Linked DNA regions of Zea mays: region 2 is linked to region 1. The links are chromatin contacts, called in public Hi-C maps. All regions are on one chromosome and are shown on one strand. The core of a region is the stretch at or near the end of the contact, and the rest is flanking DNA. Distances in the headings are between cores, read along the strand shown.

Region 1 (6,863 bases), core at 2,050-4,549:
AAAGGCATTAAGACCTCAGAGGAGTCAAACCACTCCTCTGAGGCCCCGGGGGCTACACCCGACGGGTGCGCTCATGCGCACCCACCGGAACAAAGTATAGCCAAGAAAAGCCGGTCCCCTCGCAAAAAGTGCGGCAAATCCTCTAAGCGAGTACCAACACTCCCTTCGAGGCTCGGGGGCTACTGTCGGGTACCGTAATTAGGGGTACCCCCAACACTCCTAAACACAGCTGGTAACCACCATCAGCACAAACCACAAAGACTGATGGGCGCGGTTCAGGTCAAGGCTTCGTCTACCCAAGGGGCGCAATCTCGCCTCGCCCGAGCCCAGCCTCGGGCGGGAACTGTAGTCCCGGACGAAGTTACGTCTCGCCCGAGGGCCTCCTCAGGTAGTGGGCGCATCCCTCAGCACGCCCGAGGCCCAGCTCGGGCAGGCTTCGTCGAGAAGCAACCTTGGCCAAATCGCCTCTCCAACCGACCGTATTGCAGGCGCATTCAATGCGAGGATCACCTGACACCTTATCCTGACACACGTGCCTCAGTCGGCAAGGTCAAAGTGACCGCAGTCACTTCACCCTTTCGCTGACCGACCTGACAGGAAAACAGCGTCGCTCGCTCCGCTCCGACTGTTGTGCCACCCACCAGGGTGAGGCTGACAACAGCCAAGTTCAGCCTCAGGCGCAACAGGAAGCTCCGCCTCGCCCGAACTTAGGCCTCGGCCTCGGGAGGAGGTCTCCGCCTCGCCCGACCCCAGGGCTCGGCCTCAACCTCGGCCTCGAAAGGTGGTCTCTGCCTCGCCCGACCCCAGGACTCGACCTCAACCTCGGCCTCAGGAGGAATCGCGTCCTCGCCCGACCCCGGCCTCGCCCTCAGGAGGAGTCTCCGCCTCGCCCGACCTTGGGCTCGGACCAACCGCGCCACGGGAGATACATCATTACCCTACCCCTAGCTAGCTCAGGCTACGGGGGAACAAGACCGGCGTCCTATCTGGCTCACCCCGGTAACAAGTAATGATGGCTCCCCGCATGCGTCCATGACGACAGTGGTTCTCATCCCTTTACGGAAGCAAGGGGACGTCAGCAAGATCCCAACAACACCGACAGCTGTGCTTCTACAGGGCTCAAGCACTTCTCCGACGGCCACGTTATCGCCTACGCAGGGCTCAAGCACTTCTCCGACAGCCACGTTGGCATGTACACAGGTCTCAGGCACTTCCCTACCAGACACATTAGCGCCTAGCTACACCCCCCATTGTACACCAGGACCCTCTCCTTACATCTATAAAAGGGTGGTCCAGGGCCTTCATGCAAGAGGGTCGCGCGGGAGAACGGGCTAACGAACAGGCTCACTCTCTCTCGCGCGCGAACGCTTGTAACCCCTACTGCAAGCACACCCCCTGGTGCGAGATAACACGAGCCGCGTTTTCCCCCTTGTGTTCCATCTCGCGCCAACCCATCTGGGCTAGGACGCGCAGCGACAAATTTACTCGTCGGTCCAGGGACCCCCGGGGTCGAAACATCGACAGATACTGTTTAAGATTCTTAAGTCTGGATGATGTGATAAAGTTGTTATACTCTTTTTACGCCTTTGTTACATTGTCTTTTGATATATTACATGTTGGGGGTCTTCTTCTCCGCCGAAGGTCCTCAAGGAAAAAACACCTTCGGCAAAATGATACAAAGGATTGCCGAAGCCTCCTTCAGCCTCGGTTTAGCTCCTCAAGACGAAGACTCTGTGTAGAGACGACAGTGCGGGATGCCGAAGGTTAATGGCTTCAGCCCAGACCAAGCAAAGAAGGAAAAATGACTAGATAGGCCTAGTTTTAATTACTTGTAAACAAGTGTTCGAGGGCACGAATGTAATTTTACCCAGGCTGCGTCCCATGCCTATAAATAGATGAACAGTGCCCCTGTACTGTTCACGCTGGATTGTAATCACTGTCCCGTTATTCTCGTGCCCTCACCTTTTGGCAAGCCGAAGTTATTAATGTAATACAAATATTGTTAATATTCATTCATGTTTATGGAATACAAAAATAAATAGATTATTGATACATGATTATTATTACCTTTATTCCTTTGTGTTCCTTTACTTTCTTATTTACATTCACATTTATATGATGAAATGATGAAGGTATGTCCTTCATGACCTTCGTCTGAAGATCATTATATCCGAGAGGAAATAATGCTTCGAAGGACGAAGGTCTTTAACCATTAACAATTGTGTTGCCTTGTTTTTGATTTACAGTATTTGAGAACAAGTGACCAACATTACATTTGTGACGTCAACATATGTGTGGAAAATGGATCCTAACATACATATGCTATGCATTCGATTTTGCCCCTAAAACTGGGTGTGACACTTTGTCTTCCTTCCCACCTCCTCACATGGTTCTTGGAACGTGCGCAGTCTTGATTCCTAGGACTTGGGGAGGGGTCTCCAGACGAGTTGGGGGCAGATGCGTGGGGACCTGGGCGGCGGCGGGACCTGGCCGTGAGTTGGGCGTCGGAGGGTGTGGGCATTAGAGGACTTGGACGTTGGTTGGGCGGCGATAGGAGAGAGAGATGAGGGCGGTGACGATGGACGATGAGAGATAGATAGGGGTGGCGGGAGAGAGAGCTGGGAGCGACGCGAAAATAGCTCGCGTCGGGTAACGATGGGAAAAAGGTGCGGGTCAGCTAATCGAGCGTGCGCCGAACAAAAAATTTGGGTCGACACCTCTGTATCGAATACTCAAAAAATACTACAGTTTCAGTAAAACCATAGTATTTAAAAGTCTGTTTTCTAATGATCTCTTGAATGGGTTCTAATCTAAAATACAGTAATATTAGCAGAAACTCCACTTACGTACAGGCCTGAGTTTGACGCACATACATTGGCAGCCATGTGCAAGCCGTGCCCGACTGCCCGCCTCGGTCGAGCTCGTCCAACACGCGACACAACACGCGACACCGCAACCGGTGCCGACCTCGGCCGCTTGCTGGCACCACCTCTGCTGCTTGCCTGCTTCTGTCTGGTGCTGTATATGAAATCTCGTGCCATGCATTCATTTATTTCAGGACAAAATTTGAATCGTGCGATTATTTTGTTATGGACGGAGTACGTTTTTAGGAAAACGCAAATGAGATGGGAACTGGGCCGGAGTGGCCAGCCGAAATAGGCCTCCACAATTATTGGATAAAAGAAAATGGGCCGACATGAACGGGCGGGAACATTTTCGGGCCTTCCCTGGCCCGACTCTTCGACTTTTTTTTAGGAGGAAAGAACACAGACCACGCACCAGGGACCTCACCGAGCACAGGTAGGGTTTCGGCCACCAGCCATGGCCGACTCCGCGCCGTCCATCCCGGGCGTCATCGCCTCCCTCCAGGCCTACTCCACGGCCCTCTCCGCCTTTACCGCCGCATGGCGTGCCGTCGAGACCCACGCCTCCACCCTCGACTCCGCCCTCGCCGCCCGCCTAGCCGGCTTCTCGGAGCTCGAGCTGATCTGCTCGGCGATGGACGGAGCCGGCCTCCGCGCGTACCTCACCGAGCACAGGGACGAGCTCAAGGATCCCACGCGCGCCCTCGACGCAGCCCTCCAAGTTGCGCCCGACCCGGGGCTTCTGGTCCTCTCCGCGGCAGCGAGTTTCTGCCGCACGCTGCCGGAGGTGGCCAAGAGCGACGGTAGCGTCAAGGCGTCCTGCCGCCTGCTCATCGCCTTGCTCGACCGGCTGCGCGCGATTGGTGTCAAGCCGTCGCCTGAGGCGCGCGAGGAGGCCAGAGCTGTTGCGACGGACTGGAAGCGAGGCAAGCGGATCGGGACGGAGACGATGTTTAAGCAGGAGACGTTCGCCTTCTTGCATCTCGTGGGAGTGTTTGGGCTCGTGGAGGATGTGGGCGGTACCAGCGAGGTGCTTGATCTTGTCGTGTCGATCTCAGGTCGTGAGCGCGCCGTTGATGCGTTCGTCGTCCTGGGCCTGGACCTCGACCAGCATATGCCAAGTAAGTCACATTTCTCTCTTTCTTGGACAAGGAGGAGGGCGGTAAAATGTCTTGTTTAACCAGAGGAGTGTTTCTCAGGATGCGTATGAGTGATAGGTTAAGGGGTGAATTCTGTGTCTTGGTCTTGTGAGTAAGCTATTGCTTAAAAATGATCAACTCAATATCAGGATAGTTAGTGACCTTTAGTTCAATTGAATAATTCTGTATAATTCCTAAGTTAGCACTCGTTCATGCTTCAATCAATTCAATATCAAACTTCATGTCACTTTCTTATTATTCTGAGTTGTTATTCCTATTACATAAATTTGCCCCATTCAGGTTCAGATGTACTTTCCTGTTCTATCACATTCAACTCAGCTCGGCCTTGAGATATTTGTGAAATGAAAAACCAGACATTGGCATGCAACTGAAGTGAAAAAAATGTTAACCATTGTATCAGAATCTGTTTGCTTGGAATTCTTTCTTTCATGGTTTGTGAGCTAAGCTGGCGGACATGCTGTTGGTCCTGCTTCCTAGATCTGATTGTCATTATCTTATAAATATGTTCTATGATTGTATGCCTTCTGTTGTTTTGGTTGTCTTCCGGGCTGAGTCCTGTGTGGTCATCACAAGGGATGGGTTTCGTTGTCTAAATTTTGAAGTATCTGGTGATAGAATTAATAGACTAAAGAACTTATGAAATAAAGAATGTGTTGATCTGTTCTCCGACGGGATGAATACATAAACAGAGAGGTAGTCATACCTTCTTGCCCTTGATTAAGGGCAAGATTAGCCAATTGGTTAACGTCCTGGGTAGAAGGTGCTCCTGCATCTTATCGTCCTAGCTCCTGGTCACCACCACTCTGCACATTAGGACTTCGTGGAGGAGTGTTAGGGATCTGTGCCGTGGGTACACCGGAATTCACTAGTGCCATAGAAATGAATTCTTAGTTCTCTAAAAAATGGTTAAGAATTGTAGAAAAATATTTTATGAGACAAATTTTTTTTCTGGAGATATTTATGGACTATTTAGTTTTTGCTACGCAATTTTGGAATATTTTATGCATTTTTGTGTTAATTATGAAGCCAAAGTGAATTAATTTTCATTAAATTGCATAGAAATTTAGAAATAATGTGGTAATTTAATGTTTGACCAAACTTTAATATTTTTTGTGCCACATTTAGAACATAACCTTAATTTTCTATTTCATCCAACGTCGTTTTAGAATTTGAGTCAGAAAGTTGGTATTAGTTGCATGATTGTTATTTAACCAACATCGAATATTTAATACATGCAAGTATTTTTTTCTCGAAAAACGCAGGAGAGCTGCGCATCATTGTATTAATAAGAAGGGGAAATTAAGGTCCAAGAGGACCAGTACAAAAAACCACACTATGGTGGCCAGCAACAAGTATAAATAAAACTATCCATAGGACTAGGATACAAAAAGACGACCAAGGAAAAATTAGGTCGGGCCTGCTGCGCCTAGAGCAGCAGCAAGTCCAAGGCTTCCGAGGTGTTTGGCACCAGCCAGCACCCATAAGGATAGCTCGTCGATGAAGCTTCTATGCACCTTGCCAATGGTTGGTAAATCTCCATCGAAAATAACTCTGTTTCTATGCAACCAAAGGCACCATGCTCCCAAAATAATGGCACTGTTGACTCCCTTTCTCTTGCTTCTGTGCACCTGAATGGTCACTAGTCCCCACCAATCAGCAAAATTAGTATCTTCTGGTCCTGGAGTTAAGTGGCCCATACCAAAGGGGGAGAGGATGCTATGCCAAAACTGCCTGGCGAAGACACAACCAGTCAACAGATGCTGAACTGTTTCTTGCTCTTGTTCACAGAAAGGGCATGCTTCCGGATGGGGAAGACCTCTTTTTTGCAGCCTGTCAGCTGTCCAACACTTATTCTGCATGGCTAACCATAAAAAGGTCTTGCACTTAGGAGGAGCCCACGATTTCCAAAGTCTTTTCCAAGGTTCGAAGGTGATGGAGCCCAAAAACAGAACCTTGTAGCAGGACCTAGAAGAGAAAAGGCCCGAAGACTCGAATCTCCACACATGGTGATCCTCCTGAGAAGTGAGCACGATCTCACCCAGGGTGTCCCAAAGCGTAAGATATTGCTGTATCCCTACAAGGGAGAGGGTTGGCTTGATGTCCCTGACCCACGACATGCCCTCTAAGGCTTGATGCACTGTCCTGGTAGAGGCAACCTTTTTATCCACCTTTGAGATCACTTCAGGTGCCAGCTCAGCGATAGAGCACCCATTTATCCATCTGTCCCTCCAAAAAAGGGTGTTATTGCCATTTCCCACATTAGTGTACATCGAACTGGCCACTAGTTTCCTTACTTGTGACTGAACAGGGAGATCCAATCCACTCCAAGGCCTATTCGGGTCAGTCTTGGAGAGCCAAAGCCATTTAGCTTGCAACGCCCAACTCTTATATATCAGATTTGGGATACCAAGTCCACCAAGGTTCAGCGGTCTGGTGACTTTATCCCACGCCACCAGGCAATGCCCACCTTTCACATCTTTTCTACCCTTCCACAAGAAACCTCGCCGAATTTTGTCAATAGCACTGATAACCCACTTGGGAACGTTCATGGCGATGAAAAGATATACGGGGATTGCAGAGAGCACGAACCTGACCAAGGCTGCCCTGCCAGCAAGGTTTAGCAGTGGAGCCTTCCAACCGGGCAGCCGGTTAGCTATCTTGTCAACCCACTGCAAAAGGTCCCTTTTCCCTAACTTCTTATCAGAAATAGGCAGCCCCAAATAGTTGCATGGAAAAAAAGCCGAGTTGCACTGCAAAATGTTACAGCTGTCCTGAACCGTCTGATCATCACAACTGAGAGGGATAGCACAACTTTTTCGCAAATTCACAACTAAGCCCG
Region 2 (6,863 bases), core at 1,103-3,602, 180 kb after region 1:
TCAAAGGTTGCCTAGAAGGCGGTAGGGGCAAGAAAGCATGTGCAAACGAAACTGTAAAGCAATGGAAGGTAATTCGGGGACAATAAGGATGTCTTTGGTTTGAAGTCAAAGTAGGATGAGGCGGGGGCGACACCGTCCCCTCAATTTTTTGGGATCACGCCGTCACCAAAAAATTACTCCGGTATTTATTTCACCCCACGTGATTCTCATCCAAACACTATAGAAACTGTAGCCATCCCCTTCCATCCCTCCTTATACATCCAACCAAACACACCCTAAATGTTTATATTGTGGGGAGCTAGGCCACAAGAAGAACAGCCCTAAATGTCCTTTAAATGGCACGAAGAAGAGGCGTGTGTTTTATGTGTTGATCTTTGTTCCTGTTTCCTGTTCTGTTTTTTTTTTCAAAAACTTACAGCTGGTGTGTATTCTTATAGGCCAAGGAAGCAGCGACATAACTCTACTCAAAAATGGTTTTATGTGTTGATCTTTGTTCCTGTTTCCTGTTCTGTTTTTTTCAAAAACTTACAGCTGGTCTGTATTCTTATAGGCCAAGGAAGCAGCGACATTACTCAAAAATGGTTTCCTCGCGACGACAGATTTACACAAGAACCTAGAACACCGCATTTCGACAAAGTTATACAAGACCCTGGTACACCACATGAACAGCCATCGTCTTCGCAGCCACTTCCAAGGGTATTGATAAAAAAAATCACTCCAAGAAAGAGGAAGTCGGTTCCACTAAGCATGGACGAGATGTAGTATCTGTTAGTTGTATCATCCATGTGTTGTCAGCATGTGACTGCAGACATGTGCCATGTATCAGACTTATTGTATCAGACTACGTTCAGCCTACTTGTTAGTAGCTGAGTTATTGTGTTTCCTACTACGTTCAGACTACATCTATCAGACTTATTACATCTCGTTCAGACTTATGTGTTTCCTGTTTGTGCCATGTATCAGTGGAAGTCTCAATGCCCTGGGAAAAGAAGAAGAGAGCCACGAGAAAGGAAGGGGCAAAACTGGAAGTCTCAATGTCGCTCCCTGGTTAACGCCCAGCGTTCTCAGTTCCAAATGTGAAAGAACATCAGCTTTCAACCATTGATAGTCATGGATCTCCTCCTCTTGGTGGTGGTAAGGAATTTCTCCGGGTTCACAATAAAAATAGCACATTGATGGTGCGTTTCATTTTGATTTCCTGTTGGTTATATGTACATCCTGTTGGTTATAGGTACTATCACAGGCAGCAAATTGGGTAGATAATGGTATGGTGAAGAGGATAAGGGATGTTTCGTTCTCCAGGAGAGTATCTCCATAGTTGGAAAGCCACATTATATATGATGCACGTGGGTTTGGGATCCACTTGTGGAATTTTGTTTTATCATACTTTCCTGTGGGTTTTGGAATCCACTATGATACTAGCAACAGGCTAGACACATGAATCTAGAGAATGTTTCCCACAGTTCGTATTGTGCCTAGGGGAAAACTATAAATGGAAAAGGTGCAAAACAGAAATTTGAACCATAAGACTAATTTATATAAGCCTAGTAGTAAAAGACTCCAATTCTATTATAGTAGCATCATCTTGGAAACAAACTATGATTCTTGATCTATACCTATAGGATCGTATGACGCTAGAATAGACAATCAGAATGGGTGAATGATTACGGAAGCTTAAAAATAAATATCTCACCTTCTCTGAATCATAAGACTAATTTAATCCACTTTTATAATTATGGATAGGTTGCTGTTATAAAAATGTTGCTGACCCAAATTTGTAACTCTGATCGATCTCAAAATTTAACAAATTAAAGTAGATAAAATTATAAGTATAACCCAGCTAGAATCACGTTGATTGAGCTTCTGAATCTAAAGTTATTAATGAAACAAGATCGTTGTTCTAGAGAGTAACGGAAATTAATTCGGACCTAATTTTGGAATTAAGCAATAACTAGAAAAATATTAATATCCCAAACTTTGTAGAACAGTAATAGATGACTTAGTAATGATCTAGATGAATCAAAACACCAGTATCAATTGAAAACAAAGATTCAATCTAGAATCAAAACTAAAAATGCTCTTGAAAACTCTAAAAATCTAGATTAATCTCTTTAATAGATCTAATATTATGGCCTAAAACCTCTATAATCCTCATCTAAAAAAGAACAAATCTGCTCTCTATTATAAGGATCGGTCGTCCTAATCTAGCACGGAGCTGAATCCTCCTTGGACTAGTGCAACCCTTATTTGATCCGGACTTTCTTTCACTATCAGAGTCATATTCCAGCCCAATTGTACTATCCAACCGTCACATGTGGTTCATCTAGCCTGCTTCTCTCTTGGTACACTCATGTCACGCTCGTTGGGTCTCCCACATCGAAGTACCGACTAGGGTAACTATCGCATGGGCCAAGTCCACTCCAATGCATGCGATTGCGTTATGCAACGACGTTTCCATCGAAACGCCCCGCACAACATCCTCGACTAAGGACCTCAGTTCCTAATTGAACTTAGTCTCGAAACCTAGTTTTGTACCTCAGTTCCTCCCTAAACTTTGTAATGAAAACTAATTTCGTCACAGCTGCCGACTATGTTTCAACTTGATCAACACAAACACTTGCATTGTACATCAACAACACATGCATGCAACAGCGTACGAGCACATGTCCACAATTGACTCAAGATTAATTTGGTTCCTTTAGTCACGAGACTAAAGTTTAGTCTCTAAAGTAACCCGTTTGGTTCCAGTGACTAAACCGAACTAAAAAGCATTAATTGATGTGAATAATGACTGTATTACCCATATTAATTAGTGGATGTTTGTTGCAAGAAGAAAGTGGAGAGGGCAAATAAAGTAAAAATCATATTTTAATCCCTTTTAGTCACCCCTTTGGTGACTAAAGAACTAAAGTTTAGTCATCCCACTTTAGTCACCATATTTGCTTCTTCATGGACTAAAAGTGACTAAATTTTAGTTACTAAACTTTAGTCACCCCAAATCAAACGGGGCCTAAACCAATAACAATTAACCACAATATAACAATTAACCACAATATTCCAATGTCACACACACAATATTATCATCACACACGATTTCATAACACCATCTCTGATAATTAATACTAGGACTCATTACATACTAAGATATGTAATAGAACGTACACACAGGTTGACACACGTACAAACACTGGACACACAAACACACACAGTGACACACAAAACGCAGTTTTGTGGGATAGGGCATCCCTTTTCCTTACCTTTGACAGTTAATTCATGTTGTTGTCTGGGCTATCATGACACCATACGCTGGCATTCCATCGAAGACAACAACACAACGTCATCTCTCAGCTAGTAAAGCCTGATTGCCTGCGGCCTTTGAAGCGTCTTCCGGACTTCCACCATCACCCGGCGCGCGTGCATCTCGCGGTGGACCGCAGTCGGAAGCCTCTCGATACGCCGCGCCAGCTCCCTCGCATGCGCCGGTTTGGGCTGCACGTATTACATGTGTGTCGATCAAAATTAACGATCCAACGCTAAGTGCATGTACCAATCAAACCAAACTACGTAATTAACGTGTGACAGCAACGACGATATGGCTTACGTCCTTGGCGACGCGGAGCAGCTTGCTGACGACGTAGTTGGAGAAGCTGCCCTGCACGAGCTCGGCGAGGTCGTCGTCGCCCAGGGCGAGGAAAGCGTCGAGCACGAGCTGCAGCGGCGCCATCGTCGAGCGCATAATCTGGAGGAAGCACGACTCCACCACGTAGCTTCCGAACTGGTCCAACGACAGGCTCACCACGTCCGCCGCGATGCGCTTGGCGATGTCCACCTGGAGGCGCTCGCCGCCGTACTCGATGGCCCGCTGTAAGAAATAGTTCCTGCAAGAAACATGTGTTTTTTTTCTCTCTCTCAGTTCCATTCACGCACGACGATCGTGGCAATGAAAGGACGAATCGAAGGTTATTAATAGATCACCGGCGCTAGTATATAAGAGTAACTACGTACCCATATTTGCTCGTGGCGAGTGCGGTGGTGCAGTCCAGGATGTACGTCTCGATATTCTCAAGCTCTCTGTCTCTCGCGTACATGAAGCATTGTGCCATGCTTCTCGACCCAAGGGACGTGGAGAGCAGCTCGACATTGTGCACGATGGCGAACAGGATCAGAAACTGACAGAAATCAACTTATTCATTCAGAAATCGATGAACTCGACCAATAATAATGTGTATAGTCCATGCATGATTATGGATGGGTGTGGGGAGCCGTGTCGCATACCTTGCTATGATCGTAAGGCATCGTGACGAAGCAGTGCTCAACAAGCTCCGGGCTTTGATAGAATAGGGGTTCACGAAGGAGACATTGGATGAGCGGCCTCAGCAGCCGGCCATGAACAACCACTGCCGTTATCAGCTCCTTCAGAGCTGTTAACCTGCAAAATCACAAATTAAGATCCAGATCTAAAATTTAGATCTACTAGTAGTTGTAGTAGTAAGAACCTAACAGACGAGTTACCCGTGGTTGTTTTTCACGACGCCCGAAAGAAAGCCGTTGGTGCAGTACACGGTACGGACGATGTCTTGGATCTCGTCGGGCCGCCACATGCAGGCGCGAACCATGGCGAGGAGGACGATCTGCCTCTTCATGAAGCAGCGCACGTCGCACTTGAACGTGGCGAGCACGCTCCGGCGCACTTGCTCGTCGCCGTCCATGAGCAGCCGGGCCACGTGGGTCGAGGTGATCAAGGACGATAGAAGTTCAGGCTCCATCGGTCCGCGAAGCAGGCGGAAGCGAACCTCCCCCAGCGTCGGGGCTGGGTACCCGCGAGGCGCCGCCGGGGAGACCCAGCGGGACCCGTAGTCCGATGGTGGGTTTGCCAACAGCGTGCTCTGGAAAGCGGAGGTGTACGGGTTGAAGGCGGGGTCGTGATCGTCCCAGTATGCAGCGAGATTGGGGTCGTCGATTGGCATGGCAGGTTGGAAGTAGATGGCGCTGGGGCTCTGCCTCTGCGTCGACGACGAGCGCGGGCGCGGCACCGATGGGTTGGGCGGGGCGATGGGGTTAGGGTTGAGGCCCAACTGCCCAGCATTGACGTCCGGTAGATTCGGAGCGGTGGGCGCGGCGCGCAGGGGCGGGCCAAGGTTTAGAGGCTGGATATTCAAAATTTTAGGGCTAGTTTGACAACAAATAGATAAAAAAATCTAGGGAATTAATCCACACGGGGATTTTAAATGGCACTTTAATTTCTGGGGGGTTTTCACTCGGATATATTTCCCTACCACAATTTGGCAACCAAGGGGCTAAAAACCCTTCTAAGCCCTCTTATACAAAATACTTCATAAAAATCAGAAAAAAATAGAAGAAAAATAGGAAATATTTAGAAAAATAAAAAACACAATGAAACATCACTAAAAATCTAAAAACATGCACCCAACATGATCATCTAATATCCAACAAAGTTTAACTTAAATATCATCTAATATCCAAGAAAGTTAATCTATCCATCATCACATCACATAAGATCATCTCCATTCACACATTCAAATATGCCCTAGATGCACAAATAAAAACCCACAACCATGTATCGTGTTGACCTTTGACACTAGAAATTATTATGAGACTAACTCCTTTTTTACAAGCTTCATGTGGACTGTCGTTCCATTTTCCTTCTCCATGTGAGCTTCATATGTTGCTTCCACTTAGCACTCTGTAAGTACCAAGTAACAACCATGTATCAACATTTTACAACTAGGAAATATGCATTGGATGCACAAATAAAAACCCACAGCCATGCACTGTATGCACAAATATACATTGTATGCACAAAGATCATAAGGCTATGTTCCAAGTATCCTACAAGCTACTTTACTATTCAAGGATGTAGTTATGTAAAATGGTTGTCTAATGATTTTGACACTTATGTCAGGAGCTTCAAAGTTTCCAAAGTCATGAGTGAAAACTAAAAAACAATAATACAACATGGACGAATGTAAACAATATGAAGATGTTTGCAGCTAACATGTTCTTAGATGGCAATATGAAGTTGCTGCCACACAACTATCATACCTGATTTTGCGCTTTAGCCACATTCTTCGAACATTGTGGTTCATTGTCGACATGAAAGCCTCTCTATTAATCTCGGACTCAAAGACCTCCACAGCATATGACTTCTCCTCATCTGTGAATCCATCTATTGCTTCCATTTCCTTCATACACTTCCTCATGGAAAGTTCTTTAAGAGCATCAAGTGTCTTGTTAGTTTGGCACTTTTTGAACTCCACATAGTCTTCGAGAGCTGCTCCAACATGGCTCTGCTTACGCTTTCTGCTTTTGCTACCTTCTCCCTCCCTTGCTTCATGAATAGCTGACATAGATTGAGCTTCACTTGTCATCTCTTGTCCATCCAAATCAAATGGATTTGTATTGAATGGATGGAGAGTCTGTTTAGACGTACTCCTAGCTGAAGGAACAACAAAAGTAGGAGCAGGAGGAACGCTAGCAGGAGGAGCAAGAGGAGGAACAATAGCAGGGGGAGCAAGAGTATCAACAGGTAGAGGAGCATAAGGAGGCAATTGTTGACTTGATGTGAAATTTAAGTCTCCCATAGCCACACTACCTACAAAAATGAACATATATGAATAGGTATAATAACTCATAACCTATTAGAAAAGATTAGAAAAGAGGAAATGGACACACACTCACCTTCATAAAGTGCTTCTAAAGAGTAGAAAAGAGGAAAGGGCTTCTTGCGAAACCTTGCAACCTTTGGGTGAGCCTATTAAATGCAACAGAAAATGTAATTAGTTCTCAGCAACAAAAAATATCATATTGAATAAGCAAAGACATAATGTTATAAAAAGAAATTG

Evidence for each region. Hi-C and Micro-C count contacts between places; a contact is called where the count stands out from the background.
Region 2: a Hi-C map of leaf shows a contact between it and region 1, with 2.0 times the contacts expected there. The contact joins the enhancer-like site here to the promoter of LOC100279474 in region 1. A contact is called at or near these places in 7 of 25 Hi-C or Micro-C datasets (bundle sheath, ear, endosperm and 2 more).

The regions. Positions count from the first base shown.
Region 1 is chr1:25,084,567-25,091,429 of Zm-B73-REFERENCE-NAM-5.0, forward strand. It overlaps LOC100279474 (ABI3-interacting protein 2), which reads left to right and starts at 3,300. Exons shown (of 3, transcript NM_001152478.1): 1 at 3,300-3,985. The coding sequence starts at 3,322.
Region 2 is chr1:25,261,344-25,268,206 of Zm-B73-REFERENCE-NAM-5.0, forward strand. LOC103632575 (a long non-coding RNA gene) reads left to right here. Exons shown (of 4, transcript XR_556039.3): 3 at 1-1,134; 4 at 1,232-1,511. Among protein-coding and RNA genes, the nearest start is that of LOC103632575, 4.9 kb to the left of the region's middle. Within about 2 kb of position 2,353, at least 8 of the 20 cell types and tissues checked have an H3K27ac peak or open chromatin away from gene starts, as enhancers often do. A contact at or near this core is called in ear and leaf, where this site is marked.